2 separate regions of the Sus scrofa genome follow, and region 1 is linked to region 2. A link is a contact called in public HiChIP or PLAC-seq data. All regions are on one chromosome and are shown on one strand. Each heading gives the region's core, a stretch centred on a gene start, on an enhancer-like site or on the middle of the called end of the contact. The rest is flanking DNA. Distances are from core to core; before and after follow the strand shown. Region 1 overlaps VWF (von Willebrand factor). Region 2 overlaps LOC106508508 (a long non-coding RNA gene).

Region 1 (2,700 bases), core at 180-2,679, 86 kb before region 2:
CTCACTGTTTCTTGTTGTTCAGGAGAACTGATTTTTGTTAATGTTTATGTGAATGTGTAGTAGCTTTATTATTGTAACTTTTATTTTCTTTTTGCTTTTTAGGACCGCACCTGCGGCATATGGAGGTTCCCAGGCTAGGGGTCCAATCAGAGCTGCAGCTGCCAGCCGACACCACAGCCACAGTGACCCTTGATCCGAGCTGTGTCTGTAACTCACACCACAGCTCACGGCAACACTGGATCCTTAACCCACTGAGCAAGGCCAGGGATCGAACCTGCATCCTTATGGGTACTAGTCTTATGGGTACTAGTCAGGTTTGTTACCACCAAGCCACAACGGGAACTACTGTTATTATTACTTTTAAAACGAGTTCATAGACGCCTCTGATTTAATTTCTAATCTGGTAAATATCAATAGATAGAACCTTTATAAAAGATCTCAGGGTCCTCACTAATTTGTAAGAGCGCAAAGGCATCCGAAAGTGAGAAGCACTGGCCCCATGGGAGTGACCCTGCCATCCAGAGGGTGTGCCGTCTTGGTCACATCTCCCAGGCCCCTGAGCCTTGGTTGCATCGTTTACCAAATGGCAGTGACAATACCTTGTAGGGAAATTTCCAGAGGGAAAAAAAAAAATGTATGTGGAAGCCAAGTGAAATTGTCCAGATCCCTATCCTAGTGTCACTCTGGGGCCACAGAGAGCAGGGAAAGTGGCCCCCAGGCTGCAGAGAACCAGGGACCAGGAGGGGGATTGGGCGGTGCCCAGGCCAACCCTTCACAGAAAGTGGCCACTTCACAGGAAGTGACTCCCCAGCCCGGCAGGAAGCCACCCAGTCTGGGGGCCCTCCGGTACCAGAGCCCGGAAATGGGAACTCTCCAGTGAACAAGGGGCGTTCAGACAGCAAACACCAGCCTCTTGCACACAAGAGAGGCCCATTCCTTGCTCTGGGGTTCGGGGCTCAGGGAGAAAGGAGTTCTCCTCCCACGCAGGCACCGTCCCACCGGAGCAGAATGGGGATTTTGTAGATCAGGCTGCGGGGAGGAGGCCGAGCTCCCGAGGGCACCTACCTTCACCAGCAGCCTCCCGCGGCCATCCCAGTCTATCTGCAGGTCCTCCCCATAGCTGAGGTGCACGGAGGCCATCACGGTGTGCTGGATGCGGAGGTCACCTGGAACCCAGCAAGTGATTTAAGCTAAGATGTGAGAGGGCGGGGTGACCCGCAGGAGATCATAGGGAAGGATGAGGTATCTCGCAAAGAACAGTAGCGATGAAAGCAGTGAATAGGGAGCAGCTGGGGGTGTCATGAGGCTTAAGTGGAGGGGTGGGGGGGTCTCAGAGGAAAGGTGATTAGGGTGGGTGTAGTACAAACCGGGCTCCCCAGGAAGGTGCCTCTGTATCCTGACAGTAGCCTGCCATTCCCACTACTGCCACCAGAGGGCGGCAGAGGCCCGCATCCTTAGCTTGGGCAGGTGCCCTGAGCCTGGGTCTTTCTTCCATGGAACCCCTAACCCCTGGGCATTCCTCTGCTGTTGCACATGCTACCAGGTTGAGTTACTCAGTCCTCACAGCCGAGTGGTGCTGTGTGCAAAACTGAAACAGGACTTTTCTCTGGCGACGAGGCAAGAGGCAATACCACTTGCCTTAGGGAAGAGATGGTCTCCTGGGAAGACACACACAGCGTTAAACACACACAGACGCGCTGTGTGCCCATTGGCTCAGGTTCGTTCACTATGTGTAAATCTGGGATAATGGCCCCTGGGGCGGCCAGTGGTCATGAAGAAGAAAAAGAAGAGGGGAGGGGTCTGGAAGCCACTTTGAAGGTGAAGATTGGAATGTACATATCGTGTAAATGGTGCATTGCAGTCTGGCAAAGTCACTGAACAGGTAGGTTTTCCCACAGGTCATGGGGTCACCAGGCTTTGCCTCATGATGTCTTGGGGTCTGACCCATCACCAGCCACCCTGCCCTCCCCCGGCTTCCTCTGCTCATCTTCCTCCTCCAGGAAGCCTTCCTTTCTTGCAGGATGCAGGCCAGGACACCCAGCCTGCCCAACAAAGACATCTCTCCCTCCCATTTCTGCAGAAGAGGTGGCAGCAGAGCATGGCTGGGGTGGAAGGGGACTGTGTGGGGGGGGAAGCCCACCTTGCAGGAAGGGGATCTGGACATCCCAGCCATCCATGGCCACTCCTCCCCCGTGTTTCAGCTTCACGAGGCTGTTGTGCGGGCTGGGCAAGCGGACGGTGACCGAGCGGGTGCAGACCGCATCGGGGTCGTCAGCACACTGCCAAGAGGGAACCACAGAGTGACGTCACCACGCCCCTGCCAAGCTCCCCGTGCTCCCACACCCGTTCCCATCCTGTGCTGGTCCTTTATCAGCATCCTAGGCTTGCTTGATCCCTTGATCCTCGGGCCTGTTGTTCCAAAGGGAATCAGGGACCTGGGTCCTCACGCGCCCCATCTGTCCTTCCCTCTGCTCTGTTGTCCAGAGGAAAGATGGGCCCAGGGGCTCACAGCAGCCCAGTCAAAGGGACTGGCCCCTTCCCCAGCCGCCTCCGCAGTCACCCTGGGGCTTCCTGGCAGGGCTCACCTGGACCGTCTCTATGATGACGGAGAAGGTGTGGTCCTGGCAGTCACGAGCCAGCAGGTACTGGCAGACCCCGCTGAAGGTGAAGTGTCTGTTGTCGAAGCTCTTGAAGTGGGAT
Region 2 (2,700 bases), core at 155-2,654:
TAAATGTGATATGGAATCCATGAGGGGCTCCTGCAACAGAAAAGAGACATTCCGTAAAAAATAAAGAAATCTGAATAAATTATGGACTTCACTAAATAGTATAACAATTTTGGTTTATTCGTCATGACGTGTGTACCATACTAACACAAGATGTCAATAATAGCAGAGGAGTCCCTTTGTGGCTCAGCAGAAATGAATCTCACTAGCATCCATGAGAAGAAAGTTCACTCCCCAGCCTTGCTCAGTGGGTTAAGGATCCAGCATTGCCGTGAGCTGCAGAGTAAGTCACAGACGCAGCGTGGATCCTGCGTTGCTGTGGCTGTGGTAAAGGCCAGTGGCTACAGCACTGATTCGACCCCTAGCCTGGGAACCTCCACATGCGGCTGGTGCAGCCCTAAAAAGACAAAAATAGTCATAATAATTGTAGAAATTGGGTCTTGGGTACATAGGGATCCTACTTCTACACAGTAATTCTGGGAATCTAAAATTGTTCTAAAAAAAAAATAAAACAGTTCTAAAGTTAAAACTTTACTATTAAAAAAAAGACTCATGAACGAATGGCTCTGTTTTTTCCTCACCCACCTCCAAAACACAGAGCACCAGACTTGACTAGAGGACAGCGCGACCGGCTGAGAACATAGACTCCAGCCTCAGACACGTGCGGTCTGTGACCCGGCTCTGCCATTCCCTGCTGAGTGTCCTGGCGGTGGCTGAACCCATCTCAGCTGCAGTTTCCTTCTTATAAATGGGAAGGGGTGATGACAATAGCATCCATTTTGTGGAACTGCTGCCAAGACTAGTATGTAAAGCTGTTTTTTTGTTTTTTTGTTTTTTGTTTTGTTTTTTGTTTTTTTTCTTTTTTTGCTTTTTAGGGCCGTGCTTGTAGCATACAGAGGTTCCCAGGCTAGGGGTCCAATTGGAGCTACAGCTGCCAGCCACTGCCACAGCCACAGCAACAAGGGATCTGAGCCGCATCTAAGACCCTACACCACAGCTCACGGCAATGCCTGATCCTTAACCCACGGAGCGAGGCCAGGGATCAAACCTGCAACCTCGTGGTTCCTAGTTGGATTCATTTCCGTTGCGCCACAACAGGAACTCCTAGTATGTAAAGCTCTTAAGCGGCACCTAAGTCAGAAAACATTCGCTGTGCTGTTACTACAGTGTGTGACCAAGATCTAAGGCCATCTGGAGGAGGGCTGGGTGGCCAGAGGCCCCACCACGAGGGTGGACACGTGCTCTTAAAGAGGTGGGGGTCTGGGGAAGGGGAGGAAGCTGGTCTGGGAGACTGCCTGTAAGCGACCACACTCGGGGCCTCCTTGGAATGCGGGCAAGTACAGGGTGACCCTGATCTACTACAAAGGCTACAAAGGCATCCTGCTCCCTGCTCGTGACCCAGGGCACAATGGCCGGAAGAGCCATTCAGGGCCCCGGCCCAGCAAAACAAACTGTGTCTGCGCCTCCCCTCGCCACACCACCCACCAGAGAAACTACAGGGAACCTAGGCCTCCAGCGCCCCCACCAGCCAGGCTGCAGCAAGGCCACCTCAGCGTGGCTGGGCCAGCAAGGCCCGAGCTCACCCCTCGGCACTTAGGGAGCATGTCCAGGCATAAGTGGCCCTGAGAGATGCTTGCTGTCCGACAGGGGCACAGGGAGCTGTGCTGGGCCAGCTGGGCTATGAGTCCTGCCACTGCTGCCTGGCCTGGTGCAAGCCTCCAAACCCTTAGTATCTCAGCTTCCTCCCCTGGCCCGGGGAGAATGGCACCTGTCTGCGATATCTTACACCCCAGGAAACCAAAGGAGCTCTCAAGGAAAGGATCCCCTTTCTTTTTTGTTTGTTTGTTTGTGTGTGTGTGTGTGTGGGTTTTTTTTGGCTGCCCACCATATGCAAAATTTCCTTGGCCAGGGATAATGCCAGATCCTTAACCCACTGAGCCACCAGGGAACTCCTCAAGCCCCATAGCTTCCTCACTCCTCCCCAGGCAGCCCTGCAGCTCTGCATCTCCACGCAGGCAGCATGGGTGCTGGCAGGCCCTGTGTGCTCTTTACATAGATTCTGCTGATTCCTACAGGAGAGGGTTGGCCCATTTGAATGATATAGAATCTGAGGCCCCAAGGGCTGAAGTGACCCCAAGTCACCCAACAGGCAGTGACAGAGCTGGTCCCGGGACCAGTGTCTCTTCCTTGTCTCAGAGGAAGGAGGCTTCACTGCTGGTCGTGGCTGTGGTGTAGGCCAGCAGCTGCAGCTCTGATTCAACCCCTAGCCTGGGAACCACCATATGCCACGGGGGCAGCCCTAAAAAGTAAAAAAAAAGGTGACTAGATATAGTTCCTGTACTATAAGCAGTGCTTATCCATTCCAAAGGCAATAGTTTGCATCTATTAATCCCAACTTCCCAATTCATCCCACTCCCTCCCCCTCCCCCTTGGCAATCACAAGTCTTCTCTCCAAGTCCATGATTTTCTTTTCTGTGGAAAGGTTCATTTGTGCTGTATATTAGATTCCAGCTATAAGTGATATCATATGATATTTGTCTTTCTCTTTCTGACTTCACATAGTATGAGAGTCTCTAGCTCCATTCATGTTGCTGCAAATGGCTTTCTTTTGTTCTTTTTTATGGCTGAGTAGTATTCCATTGTGTATATATACCACATCTTCTTAATCCATTCATCTGTCAATAGTCATGTAGGTTGTTTCCG

What was found. HiChIP or PLAC-seq counts read pairs in DNA pulled down with a chosen protein or histone mark.
Region 1: a contact with region 2 is called in an H3K27ac HiChIP or PLAC-seq map of skeletal muscle, with 7 times the contacts expected there. The contact joins two enhancer-like sites. A contact is called at or near these places in 15 of 47 Hi-C or Micro-C datasets (alveolar macrophages, embryonic fibroblasts, fetal heart ventricle and 9 more) and 1 of 2 datasets of contacts at active chromatin or transcription factors (skeletal muscle).

Annotation. Positions count from the first base shown.
Region 1 is chr5:64,566,215-64,568,914 of Sscrofa11.1, reverse strand. VWF (von Willebrand factor) reads right to left here. Exons shown (of 52, transcript NM_001246221.1): 11 at 2,586-2,700; 12 at 2,141-2,279; 13 at 1,066-1,166. Among named protein-coding and RNA genes, the nearest start is that of VWF, 50 kb to the right of the region's middle. Within about 2 kb of position 1,429, at least 18 of the 83 cell types and tissues checked have an H3K27ac peak or open chromatin away from gene starts, as enhancers often do.
Region 2 is chr5:64,479,780-64,482,479 of Sscrofa11.1, reverse strand. It overlaps LOC106508508 (a long non-coding RNA gene), which reads right to left. Exons shown (of 3, transcript XR_002344126.1): 3 at 1-30. Among named protein-coding and RNA genes, the nearest start is that of CD9, 21 kb to the right of the region's middle. Within about 2 kb of position 1,404, at least 16 of the 83 cell types and tissues checked have an H3K27ac peak or open chromatin away from gene starts, as enhancers often do.